Linked DNA regions of Pan troglodytes: region 2 is linked to region 1. Evidence: chromatin contacts called from public HiChIP or PLAC-seq data. All regions are on one chromosome and are shown on one strand. Each heading gives the region's core, a stretch centred on a gene start, on an enhancer-like site or on the middle of the called end of the contact. The rest is flanking DNA. Distances are from core to core; before and after follow the strand shown. Region 1 holds the start of CFAP157 (cilia and flagella associated protein 157). Region 2 holds the start of STXBP1 (syntaxin binding protein 1).

What was found. HiChIP or PLAC-seq counts read pairs in DNA pulled down with a chosen protein or histone mark.
Region 2: an H3K4me3 HiChIP or PLAC-seq map of stem cell-derived excitatory neurons shows a contact between it and region 1, with 2.4 times the contacts expected there. The contact joins the promoter of STXBP1 here to the promoter of CFAP157 in region 1. A contact is called at or near these places in 1 of 7 Hi-C or Micro-C datasets (stem cell-derived neural progenitor cells) and 1 of 1 datasets of contacts at active chromatin or transcription factors (stem cell-derived excitatory neurons).

The regions. Positions count from the first base shown.
Region 1 is chr11:10,745,518-10,752,140 of NHGRI_mPanTro3-v2.0_pri, forward strand. It overlaps CFAP157 (cilia and flagella associated protein 157), which reads right to left and starts at 4,087. Exons shown (of 9, transcript XM_054659115.2): 1 at 3,570-4,087; 2 at 1,069-1,340; 3 at 8-161. The coding sequence starts at 4,015.
Region 2 is chr11:10,841,670-10,848,622 of NHGRI_mPanTro3-v2.0_pri, forward strand. STXBP1 (syntaxin binding protein 1) reads right to left here and starts at 1,898. Exons shown (of 19, transcript XM_016961721.3): 1 at 1,657-1,898. The coding sequence starts at 1,693.

The sequences.
Region 1 (6,623 bases), core at 2,837-5,336:
TGCCCACCTGTCCTTGTCCAGCACCGACTTCTTCTCCAGGTTGTATGCATAGTCCCTGAACTCATTCTCCTGCTTCCGCACCTGCTCCTCCAGCAATGTGAACTTGTCCGTGACCTCCTCTTTCTGCAGCCGGAACTCCTCCAGGGCTGCCAGCTTCCCCCCTGGCCGCCACAGTGCACAAGGCCCAATGATGGGCTGCCTCAGAGGACAGGGCCTGGCGAGGACCTTAAAGATGCCCCTTAGGTCCCTGTCCCTTCCTGTGCGCCCTGTGCGGTCTCAGTAGGGCAGGTCTACCATCCCCCACCTACCCTGCCTGGCCCTGTCACCTTTACTGCCTTCATCTGGGTTGCCCTCCCTCCACCCCTCCATGAATCTTATGAAGTTTTGTTCAGGTTCCACCTCCTCCAAGAAGCCTTCCTTGATACTCTCATGAAAGCGACAGTGATGACAACAACTGTTTTTTTTGTTTGTTTTTTTTTGAGACAGGGTCTTGCTCTGTCACTCAGGCTGGAGTGCAGTGGCACAGTCACAGCTCACTACAGTCTCAACCTCCCAGCCTCCCAGGCTCAAGAGATCCTCCCACCTCAGCTTCCCAAGTAGCTGGGACTACATTATGTGCACCACCACACCTGGCTAATTTTTGTATTTTTTTGGTAGAGATGGAGTGTCACTATGTTGCCTAGGCTTGTCTCAAGCTCCTGGGCTCAAGCAATCCTCCCGCCTTGGCCTCCTAAAGCACAGGGTTTACAGGCATGGGCCACCACGCCCAGCCAGCAGCTGGACTGTATATATTATCTGGGCTAGGTTCTAATGCCATCTGACATTTGAGCCTCACAACCCTTGCCAACTGGGGGACCTTGGTCACGACACTTCATCTTTTGAGGTGCTTCCTTGTCTACAAACTGGTTGGGGGATGTTTCCAGCTTCGTAGGATTGCTGGGACAATTAAGGAAGACAGTGTGTGCCAAGCAGCATGTGGCTATTATCCCTGTTTCCCAGGTGAGAAACAGGGTCAGTGATAGAGCTGGGATGTGTGCCTGCAGGCTAACCAGCCAGTCCCCTCCTCACCAAGGATGACGTTCTCCGTGGTGAGCTGGTCCTTGGTCTCCTGGAACTCGTGGCGCACCTGGGCCAGCTGCGCCTCGAAGGCATCCTTCTCCATCTCTTTGGCTAGCTGCAAGTTCTGGAGCTGCTCGTTGAGGTCTGTGATCTCATCCACCTGCTGGTTGAGCGTGCGCTTGAGGAAGGCCACAATCTCCTTCTTGTTATTGGCCAGCTGCTCAAACTCCTGGCGGAACAGCTTCTCCTGCACAGCCAGCTCATCCCACTTCCGCTGGTACCTGGGGCAGGGGCAGAGCCGTGGTCCAGGGGTCAGGCTGGGCAAGCCAGGCCTCTGGTGCAGCTGGGCCCACTCTCCTGGACTCCCTGTCCCGTAAAGGGGCATTTGAGATTCCTTGTGATCAGAATCCAGCCTCATCTTCCACTATGCCCCTTGATCCGACAGTCATGACCACAGCCAATGCCTGTGCTTAGCATGTTATTTTCATTACATCATTAGAATGTAAACTCCATGAGGGCAGGGCCTTGTTATGTTTACAAGTATGTCCCCAACACCTGTGCCTGGCAGATAGCAGGTGTGCAGTGTGTTTGTTAAATCATTACAACAACCTATAAGAATGTAGGTACTATGATGATTTTATACCTATTTGACAGATGAGGAAACTGAGGCTCAGAAGGATAAAGGAACTCTGAGTTTGTAAGTGGCACAGCCAGGACTTGAACCTGAATCAGTCTGATCCCCAGAAGCAAGGCTCTTAGCCACAATGCCTGCTGCAGTCGGCCAGCTCTGCATCCCTCCATAACTCTTCCACACTTTCCAATCCCAAGTCTTTGTACCTGGCATCTCCCTTACCTTTTTCCATCCAGTAACCTTGGTGTTTTCTCCTCAGTGGACCCTTCTTGGCCCTGAGCCACATTTGTGGCCCTCTCTTTGGTGCTCCTGTAAGTTGGCCCTTGTCCCACTGAGTGGTCAAAACCTAGTAACACGTCCCTCTCCTCCACCTCTGTATTCCCAGGGCTTGGCAAATAGTAAGCACCCAATAACTCTGTTAAATACATTTGCCTTGAATATATTCTACCTGATATCTCAGCTCAAGGGAAGTTTGTGAATTTCAAGGGAAGTGTGTTAATCAGTATCACATAACCAATTTAGTGGTTTTCAATGGAGTAACTGAAGTTACTTGAAAAGTTTTTTTAAATTAAATTTAATTAATTAATTAATTTTTGAAATGGAGTCTCGATCTGTCACCCAGGTTGGAGTGCAGTGGCACGATCTCGGCTCTCTGCAACCTCTGCCTCCCAGGTTCAAGTGATTCTCCTGCCTCAGCCTCCTGAGTAGCTGGGATTACAGGCGCCCGCCACCATGCCCGGCTAATTTTTGTATTTTTAGTAGAGACTGGGCTTCAACATGTTGGTCAGGCTGGTCTCGAACTCCTGACCTCATGATCTGCCCACCTTGGCCTCCCAAAGTGCTGGGATTACAGTCCTGAGCCACTGTGTCTGGCCTGGAAAGTTGTTTTACATCATAATTTAGTTGACCAACATCTTTCAAATAGTGACTGCACACAGAGCATTTCAGGGGTGTGGGCTGAGGAAGCAGTCTTGCATAGGGGAGTCAGGAGGCCAGGGCCCCCATCTTGGTGCCTCCTCTTCCTGGGGGTGACTTCCCTTCTCTGAGCCTCAGTCTTCCCCATCTGTGCAATGGGGATGACATCAGGACCTCTCTAGTAAGACTGCTGTGAGGACTCAGTGAGCACCAGCCCGTGGCCTGCCTGGCACCACGAGGGACTCAGCATTAGCTGTGGTTACCCACAGCATCAGTCACCTGGGGAAGAGCTGCCGCCTACTGGTTTGTCTTTTAAGGTCACCCTGAGACTGGGGCTGGTGCCTCACAACGGGGAGGAAACTGGTTGTAACATAAGAAAATGATGGGCGGGTGAACATGGCTCTAATGAAGAGTTAGAGGATCTCCCCCCGGCACTATGTCACACACAAAACTGGCTCTAGAATAGAATGTCACAGCCATGGAGGGGGAATCAACCTTCCCCACTTATATTTGGGGAAACTGAGGCCCAGCATGGAGAAACAACTGGGCTCATGTGCTGGGTGAGTCAGTGGGGCACAGGTGCCACTGCCAGGAAGTGGAAGTGGGGCCTGGGGGTCCACCCGCCTGCCAGAGGGCTGTTTCCACCCTTTCATAAAGCCTGTGATCCCATGGGGCAGGAGTGAGGCAGGGGGACGTGGGGATTGCCTGGGGTGGGGCCACGAGCTAGCATCGTGGGCCCAGGGTTCTAGGAGCTGGGAAGGTGGGGAAATCCATTTACCCTCAAAATCTTGAAACCTCCCAAAGGTACGTATGAGGAAATGAGGCTGGGGTCGGGATGGGGTCTGGACATCCCAGGGGAGGTCAGAACACAGGCCTAAGGCCCCGTGGCCAAACCTGCATGGGGGCCACCTGGGCGGGGGCTTCTGACCCAGGGCACCAGACTCCTGCCCGCCAGCCCACGCACCGGGCCAGCCGGTCCTCCAGGTCTCGGATCTGGATGTGGTAGAACTCCTTCATCTCCTTGGCCAGAGGCGGCTCCACGGCCACCACCGGCTCCTTCTTGCCCCCTTTCTTCTTGACTTCAAGCTCCTTGCCTGCCTTGCTCACACTCTTTTTGGGAGCCATGGCTGATGGCAACCAGGGCTCCAGGCCCCAGGAAGAGGCCAGGTGGTTGCTAAGGAAGCTGGTCCCGTACATAGCAACAGGCCGAGGGAGTGAGGCTGGGCTTAAAGGGACCCTGCCCTCTTCTTGCTGGGTGCCAGTACCAGGTCCCACTCCAAGGCAGATGGCATCAGTAAGGCCCCAGGCCCAGGAGTCCCAGGCCATGGCAGGCAGGATGCCTGGCTCCCAGGGCAACTTTTTGGGCTTCTGGGGACACCCCTCTTTCTCCCACGTGGAAATAAGCGCCATGGGGAAAGTTCATGTGGGTCAGGGCCCTGGAAATCGCCATCCTTTCCTTTGTGCTGATCAGAAGATGGACGACACTAACCTCGGGCACACAAAGCCTGTTCTGCAGCTGTGGCCTGGGGTGACAGTGTCCTGGCATGGGTGCATTAGGGCGTCCAGCTGATGGGGCCCTGGCTGGCAGCTGGGTGCCTCTATGAGCTCCATCCCCAGCCCCAATCTCAGCCAGCCATGCCTGTGTGCCTGCCTGTGTTCCCCACCAGCCCAGGCACTCACTCCGTGGGACAGCGGGCAGGTACTTTCCATCCCTGTCGTCCCAGGGCTTGTCACTTAGCAAGAGATGACTATAGCACCACCCTGAAAAACTCTGACAATAGCCAAGGGGAATGGCAGTGGTACTTCAGCAAACGTGATTTCTTGGAGCAACTAGATGTTGTGAGTTGTAGGACCCTTGGGGCGGGGGCAGGGGGATGAGGAGAGCTTGGGGTCACGGTGACGGGTCAGAAACACAGGGAGGTGGGGGCATTTTTACTGTTGGTGATGAGAAAGGTCAGAGAAGTGATTGGTTGGTCAAAAGTGGGCCCACATTTGGGCTCTGTCTGACCTCCAGTGGGTCCTTGGGCCAATGGCCTGAACCCTGCTCTGTGAAAGAGTTCACAAGACCGCATCTGTAAAGTTCCCTGTGCAGGGATACGGTCCAGGGATGCTGGGGGCACTTAGTGAGTGGTGGCCCATGAAGCTCCCGCCCACTTTGTGTGGTAGGCAGGCCTGCCTGGAATTTCCGACAGCCCTGGACCTCGCCTGTGGTGGTCTGCCCTTCCCAGGGTGCCTGTTCCCTGCAGGCAGGGCAGCCCTGGGAGGGCACAAATGTGACTGGCAGAGGGAAGAGACCCCCATGCTTCTGCACAGGCCTCAGCCTGAGTGCACTTACAAGTGAGGGAGCTCTGGCTGCCCAGGCCTTGTGGGGAGAGCGGGGAGGCCTGGCCCAGTGCCCTTCCAGCTCAATGCGATGGCCCTGCTCCTGCTGGACATTGCCCCCTCCCCCACCTGAACAGCTGCTCCCACAGGAGCCTAGGCGGGCAAAAATTCCCACAGTGCTCCCAGCTGACCGGGGGCCTCCCCGTGCCTCCCCCATTTCTATTCTCTTTTCCCCAGGCCCATCGCAGGGGGTAGCTCTGAATTCCCAGCTTAATGGGGCCCACAGCCCCTCGAGCAGCCTGGAGCCCACAGAGGGTGTCAGCTTGGAGACCTGCCCTCCTCGCCTTCATCAGCACCAGGATGGCTTTGTCAGCACCACGTGGCAAGAGGGACGAGCTGAACTTCTAGGCAGGGAGGGGACGCTGCAGGGTGGAGGGAGAGCACTTTCTGGGGTTTGCTTGGAGACTCTCCCCAAAGCTCCCTACTTTGGACCATAGGCCGCTACTTGCCACGGGGGCACTGTCTCATTATCGCTTCTCCAGCTGCCTTCCGTAGTCTTGGAGACTGAGGCTGATGGGCCCAGAGCTGCTGGAGCTGTGAGACACAAACCCTGCAGGAGCTGGGTCTTCTGAGGGGAGTCAGGCAGTGCACAAAGCCATGCAGACTGCAGCACCGGCCAAGGACAGTGGACAGTGGCCTGGGGTACTGTCACCTCTGGGAGACTTTGGAGGGAAGAAACCTAGGCCCTGGGGAAGCAGGGAGGCCAGGCATCATTAAACATGCCCTTGGCCAGGTGCACTGGTTCATGCCTATAATCCCAGCACTTTGAGAGGCCAAGGTGGGAGGATCACTTAAGGCCAGGAGTTAAAGACCAGCCTGGGCAATATAGCAAGACCCCCATCTCTAAAAAAAAAAAAATTAACCAGGCCTGGTGGCATCCGCCTGTAGTTCCAGCTACTCAGGAGGCTGAGGTGGGAGGATTGCTTGAGCCCAGGAATTCGAGGCTGCAGTGAGTTATGATCATGCCACAGTGTCTCTGTTCACGACGCCATCTGGTCTGAGTTAGGTACAGGCCAATAAAAGAGGCAGTTAATCTCCAACAAGGTCAGTGATGGGGAGGGGGAGTTCTGGTCTCTGGTCTTTCCTCATCATTTACAGAACAGGAACAATGGGGAAGAGGGTTAAGCTCCAGTCTAAGAGGCAGATCTGCAGAACAGGCTCTATGACCCACATCACAGTCGCATATCTCTCAAGGCTTAAAGTGGTTTTGGGGTTCCAACAGCTTTTACAATTTTTTTCTTTTTCTTTTCTTTCTTTTTTTTTTTTGAGACAGTGTCTCGTTCTGTCACATAGGCTGGAGTGCAGTGGCACCATCTCGGCTCGCAACCTCTGCCTCCTGGGTTCAAGCGATTCTCCTGCCTCAGCCTCCCGAGTAGCTGGGGACTACACGCACACACCACCATGCCTGGCTAATTTTTAAATTTTTTTTGGTGGAGACGGAGTTTCATCGTGTTGCCCAGGGTGGTCTCAAACTCCTGATCTCAAGTGATCTGCCCGCCTTGGCCTCCCAGAGTGCTGGGATTACAGGCATGATCCACTGCACCCAGCCAGCTTTTAAATTTTACGTACTCTCACATGTTGGATACCCAGCTGGTATCAGAGAATTGGTGTGAAAAGTAACAAATATTTGGTGTTA
Region 2 (6,953 bases), core at 648-3,147, 94 kb after region 1:
ATGTTGACATTAGAGGATCCCTATGGGTCCTCCTAGCCCTAAACATCTCGAGTACAAGTATCAGAACCCGTACTGCATGGGTACAATGAAGGTGTTACGATGAGCACCTTTTAAAATTTTGTTTTATTTGGTGTTCAGTTTTTATAACAATTTTCTTCTGATGTAATAGGTGAGATAAGGTTTTACAACTAGATTCCTCAGTAGGAGTATTTCCTATATATCAATGAAAAGAATGGAGAGGGGAAATAAAACAGCTATGGTGCCCAACAAGAACACTACATGGCCAAAAGCATTCCACAGCGAGCGCGCGCTATGATAGGAGAGAATCATTGGAAAGGAAACTAAATTTCCACCATTTTATTCTTTTTCCTTTCTTATCCTCTCCTACAGAGAAAAGCCCAGTTTTAATCTTCACTTAATCCCCAAAGAGATAGCAAAAGCCACAGCAATCCTTACACATTTTTTTGTTATAAAGAAAAACAGTGCCAAAATATTGACGAGGCACTGTTTTTCCACACATATCACCAATCTTATTTAGCACTGTGGATGCCGTTTTGCAAATGTCACCCACCATCAGCCCTCGCTCCGCTGCGGCCGCCACTCGCCGCCACCCATTTTTAAAAATCCATTCATGTGGTGCCTTTCATCCAAACCCATAAACAACCATTTCCTCCCTGCCACCGTGGTCTGAGCTCCTGAAGCGTTCGGCCACGGCAGGGCAGAGCCCCGCAAGCAGGGAGATTGCAGACTGCGGCGCTGGGCGGCGGACACCGAAGCTCTCCTCATCTCCCGAGTGATTTCAGGGGTTCAGGATCCTGATAAGTCCCCGCCCTGGAAGCCAAGCCCCGGGAAGGGGAGGAGTGAGGTGGCCCCGGCCCAGCAGAGCTCAGCCTCCGGAAAACAGGCGTCTCCTCCCCAGGCCGAGCCACTGCGCCTAGTCTCCCAGGTGGGTCTCGCAGCCAGGGACCGCGGCGCGGCCCGGGGCGGGGGAGGAGGACGCAGGCCAGGATCTCGCTCGTCACGACTCACCCAGGAGGGTGGGGAGGAGGAGGGACTGCAGGAAAAGGGAGCGGAGTCTGGGCGCTCAAGGAATAAAGACGAGGAAGGGGAGAGGGGACTGAGGGGAAGGTAACGGGGGTGAGGATGGGGGTGCGGGGGAGGGTGACGGGCTGCAGGGGGTAGAGGCGAGATGAAGGAGAGGGACGGGTGTTGGGGGTGAAAGAGGGGGAAGGAGGGTGGGATGGGGGAGAGGCGGGATGGAGAGAGTGGGGTGAGGGAGGGGTGGGGGAAGGGGGAAGGATGGGGCGAGGGGAGAGAAAGGGGGGTGAAGGGAAGAGAGGGAGGGAGGGATGGAGGGGAAGGAGGATGCAGGGAAAAGGGAGACAGGGACCGCGAGGAAGGAGGATGGGGAGGGAGGAGGGCGGGCTGCAGGGGGAGGGCTGGGGTGAAACATGAGGTGAGGGAGGGGAGAGCGGGGCAAGCCTTCCTCTCGCGCGGGCGGCGCCTGAATAACGGGACCCCACGGACCAGGAGCCTCAGGCCCGGGGCGCAGGGCCGGCAGCCCGCTCGGAGGCCTGGGCGCTGCCGGCAGGGGCCGCGCGGGGCTCCTCGGGAGCCGCAGTCCCCGCCTGCTGGAAGGATCCCGGCTCCACTTACTCTCTCCGACCACAGCTTTGAGGCCAATGGGGGCCATGGCGCTGCGCGAGTCTCCCGGCTCCGATCTCCTCGTCCCGCGACGCCTGCGGACCCCTCCGCCTCCTCAGGTGGGCGCGCTGGGCCAGCCGCAGCTCTCCGCCCCGCAGCCGCGCTAGGGACCGACTGACGCGCGGAATGGGCGCGGGGGCGCGGCGCGAGCCAGAGCGAGGCTGCCCCGCCGCCGGCGCGCGCGGGGGCGGGGCAAGCCGGGGGCGGGGCCTCGCGCCGGCCGTTGGCGTCACCCACTCGCCTCCGCCAATCGCACTGCGGCCCGGAGGCTCAGCCCCGCCCCCCGAGATGCGGCTGGGCGCCAGGCGGCCGCTGGCTGGTGCGGAGCCGCGCCCTCCCCCTCACCTCACGCGCCGCGCGCGCCCGGGGCGCAGGGTACCCAGGCCTCCTCTTTCCCCTCGGTGCTGGGATCCCTGGCCACAGGCTACCGACGCGCTCCATCTGCCTGAAACCCCGCTCGGGTCCTGTCTTTCCTCTTTCTGGGAGCTTCCGTTTTTTCCTGCCCACGGAAGGAGCTTGGAGGCGAGATCTCTTACTAGCAGCGCCCACTCCCAGCCGCAGCGAAGCCAGGGTGAATCCACTCACAGCACCTCCCTGTCGCTGGGTACCTGCATTCGTGCATTCACCAACACTGAGTTCTTGTGTCAAACTCCGTGCCAAGCACCTCGCGGGCATCATCTCATCAAATCCTCCAATCACTGGGCATTGCTTTTTATTTTGTTTTGTTTACACTCCTCTTAGCTCATACCTATGGGCATTATTTTTAATCTCCATTTTCCTGTGAAAAAACCAAGTCTCGGAGATATTGGAAATAGCACTAGACTTACCTTCAGGCAGCGTAGCATCCGTTAGCTAATGTTCAGTATTCTGTCACTTTTATGTGTAAGCCGTTATTCTGTCCCCTGGAGCTACGACCATGTACAAGGCAGAATCTCATCCTGCTTATGGGCGCTCAGAGTTTAGAAGTTTCTAAGCCCCAAATCTGATACGAATATACTGTGGGACCGACTCTGGTCTCAGTATCTCCCTCCTGGAGTCCGTATTTATTAAAGCGGTCCCAGGTCAGTTTTTGCTCGACTTTCTTTGTTAATAGGAGATACTGCTTTTCTTTTTCTTTTTTCTTTCCTTTTTTTTTTTTTTTTTTGAGGCAGAGTCTCGCACTGTCGCCCAGGCTGGAGTTCAGTGGCGCGATCTTGGCTCACTGCAACCTCCGCCTCCCAGGTTCAAGTGATTCTCCTGCCTCAGCCTCAGAGTATCTGGGATTACAGGCGCCCGCCACCATCGCCTGGCCAATTTTCTGTATTTTTAGTAGAGACGGGGTTTCACTATGTTGGCCAGGCTGGTCTCAGATACTACTTTTGAAATATGGGGGAGGGCTTGCTTTTGGCTTCAAAGTAACACAAATTGAGCCAATTAAAAATAAAAAAGAATAAGAGAGCTAGTAGTAGTAAAAATCAGTGAATATTCATTAAATATTTGGAATACATTTGAGCTAGGTTTTTAATCTTCATATTATTAAGACGCATAATAATATTTTACAGATGAAGAATTGAGATTCAGAGTGGATAAGTGCTTTATTAGTAAATGACAAAGGAAAGATCCAATTCTAGGATCTGAATTCTGAACCATTATTTTATACTGAGCAAAAACAAAAAACCTGCTGAGAACTAAGGAGGAATTTTCCAAAGTCACAGAAGCCAGTGGTGGCTGAGCCAGGACAAGAGGCTACATGTCCTACTTCAGTCGCCAGCCCCAGGTCAAGCAGATTTGACCATCTTCTCACCACCACCCCAATCTACCCCCAACAGAACCTTCAGATGGGTTCAGAGAGAGAGGAGGCATTAATGTGTCAACTCTCTATGTCTGGGCCTTGCCTTTTGCCCAGGAAACATATTGATAGCCCCTGTGTGTATTTGGAGGAGGAGATAGTGTGTAAACATGGGGAGACCTAGGATGCACTGGTAATGCCACATGCTTCCTCCTTCGCCAGCTGGCACATATCAGCAGAGACTCCACAGTTTCTGTATCTGCCATGAAAATATAAATTCGAAGCTGGAAAATTCCTTAGCAGCTAAGGAGTAGGAATGGCCAAGGGCTCCTCTTGTCACTCATCCAGTCAGTGGGTCAACAAGCGTTTATTGAGTGCGGCCAAGGTCTGGGCCATGTGCTGTGGGTAAGATGGAGACAATTTCTGTCCTCAAGGAGCTGGTATTCTAGCTGAGGGACAGACAGGAAACAAGGTATTACAGCATTGAGTGACTGTTCTGTCAAGTGCTGAAGCAGATGGAGAAGGGGCTGTAAGAGTGGATAGCAAGGCACCTGGCCCAGTGGACTGGCTGGGGTACAGTCAGAGCTGGCTTCCTGAGATGGGAAAACGGTGGTAAGAGGGACCTGGGAGAGTGTCTAGGCAGATATACAGTAGGTACAAAGACCCAGTGGCAGAAAGGAGTTTGGCTCTTCCAGGAACAGAGAAGGGACATTGTGACTAGAGAGGAGAAAGCCTGAGGGGTAGGGCTGGAGGAAGAGCCCCCAGGGTAGGCCTGGATGCCAGGATCCAGGACTTCTTAGTGGCCTGGGATTCGTGTTCAGGGACCTTCTCAAAGGTCACAGCAAATAATATATAGTAGCTTCTTATTTTCTGTAGAAGGAAGGACCAAAAAACAAAAAAAAAGCCTTTCCTGCAGATGTGTACCTGAGATGTTCACTGGGGATGACAAAAATCAGAATGGATTTTTTTTAAAGTAGCATGATTGGAAGATAGAGTGGGGTGACAGACTGTGAATCCACCCAGGAATTCAGGTTGGGAGCGCTGATTTGGCATCCAAGACCTGGTTGGAGACCTCTTGACATCTTTGAGCCTTGTGTCCCCATCTGTGAAACGGGGACAAATAAAACTTCCAGGCCTCTCTCCCAGGGTGACTGAGAAGCCAGCAAAATGATCCACTTGAAAGGGTAAAATACGGCCGGGCATGGTGGCTCACGCCTGTAATTCCAGCACTTTGGGAGGCCGAGGCGGGCAGATCACAAGGTCAGGAAATCGAGACCGTCCTGGCTAACACAGTGAAACCCCGTCTCTACTAAAAATACAAAAAATTAGCCGGGCGTGGTGGTGGGCGCCTGTAGTCCCAGCTACTCGGGAGGCTGAGGCAGGAGAATGGCGGGAACCTGGGAGGCGGAGCTCGCAGTGAGCCGAGATGGCGCCACTGCACTCCAATCTGGGCGACAGAGGGAGACTCCCTCTCAAATAAAGAAAGAAAAAAAGAGTAAAATACTCCCTCAGCTATCACACAATACTACCCTTTGCTCTGTATTCTTAATTTGCATTTACTGGGAGTTTGATACATGCCAGGCACTGTGCAAAAAAAGCTCTCATGAATTTTCACTGGATTCTCACTACTGCCCTATGAGGTCGGTGCTATTATTATCTCCACGTTCCTGGGGCGCAGAGAGATCAAGTCAGTTGTCCAAGGTCACACAGCTCTAACGGCTGAGCCAGGACTCTGACTTCCTGATGACCAGGGGAGAACGTCGAGCGCCCAGGGTGCAGCCCCAGTGCCCAGACCTAAGGTGAGGTTTGGCTGTGTGGACAGCTCGTTGGGAGAGTATCAGCAAAGAGAATCAGCACCCTCGGGAGTTTGGACCCAGGCGGGTCCGCGCCCCCGACCCGGGCCCAGCGCCAGGGCCAGCCGGAATAGCAGCCGCAGGATGCGCGGGGTTGGTCGGCGGCACCAGCCAGCGGGCGCGCAGGTGCGTCCACAGCTGCGCATGCGCGGCCTGCAGCCTCCGCAGAGCCGGGTGCTGGCCCAGCGCAGGGGTGGGAAGAGTACTGCGATTTACGCACGGGTCACGTGGCGGCGGGGAGTGCTCCAGGTGGGCCGACCGCTGCGGAGAGGAGCGGGGGAGAGGCTGGCGATCAGGACAGATGGAGAGGGAGCGGCCTGGAGAGACTGAGAACGAAGAGACAGAAATAGCAATGGAGCCAACCAGCGGGAGAGAGGCCACCCCTCCACCGGACCTCCTGAGTCCTTCACGCGGTATCACAAGCTTGTGCCCCCCCTGCACACCTGGAGCCTGTTGCAGAGCCCTGGGGCCAGTCTGGGCCGCTTCTCCGACAGCCTCGGGCTGCACCTCCCTCCCTTCTGCTTTTAAGCTGCATCACCAGCTGCGGTGTTCTGTGTTCACCCACATCCCCTCCTCCTGGCCTCTGGGCCGTTTGATTCTGCGACACTCCTTTAGGAGCAGTTTCTAAAGAATTCAACAAGATAATATTTATAAGGTACTTTATCCAGGACTGGGAACCTGGTAAGGCTCAAGTGAATGTTAGCTATTAATATCCTTCTTAAAAATGACACATCATTAGGCTGAATTAAATCACTGCTAAATAGATAGGTATGGGTTATGGAGAGTTCAGTCTGTGTCCCGCTTATTTGCTGCTAGATTCATTGGCAAGAATGAAAAGTAATTGTTTCTGTCGCTGTCACCCCCTCCACCATGCATACATCTACAAAGAGCGACTGGGCCTGGAGTACTTAAGTTTGAGACATCCTTGCACTCAAGAGTGAACCGTTTTTGAGTTTGAGGCCACACTGCAGTATCAAAAAGGCTTTGTTTTCAAAAGCCCAGGAGAGGGCCTCAACTTCAAGGGACCGCAGAGGCCAGGGTAATGTAATACCACAGATAGTAGCCAGCTGCAGAGCACATGACTTGCCCAGAGGAGTAGTGCTTGCTTAGCTCCAGTCAGTGGTTTCCCTGCAGCAACTGAGGGTCTAGAATGTAGAAATTATGCAACATCTCCCAATGTTTAGGTGTTGCAATGGATTTTTTTTTTTTTTTTTTTTTTTTTTTTTGAGTCAGAGTCTCACTCTGTCGCCCAGGCTGGAGTGCAGAAGCATGATCTCTACTCACTGCAAGCTCTGCCTCCCGGGTTCAACCGATTCTCCTGCCTCAGCCTCCTGAGTAGCTGGGATTACAGGTGTGTGCCACCTGGCTAATTTTTGTATTTTCAGTAGAGTCAGGGTTTCACCATGTTGGTTGGCTAGACTGGTCTCAAACTCCTGACCTCAACTGATCCTCCCGCCTTGGCTTCCCAAAGTGCTGGGATTTCAGGCATGAGCCACTGCGCCAGGCCAGCAATGGATTTTTTTTTTTTTTAACCTGTAACACAGCCCAGGAAATCCTGAGAACATGTGCCCTGCATTTTAAAAGATGATAACACCACACTGCCCAAACAAAACACATATGAGGACCAC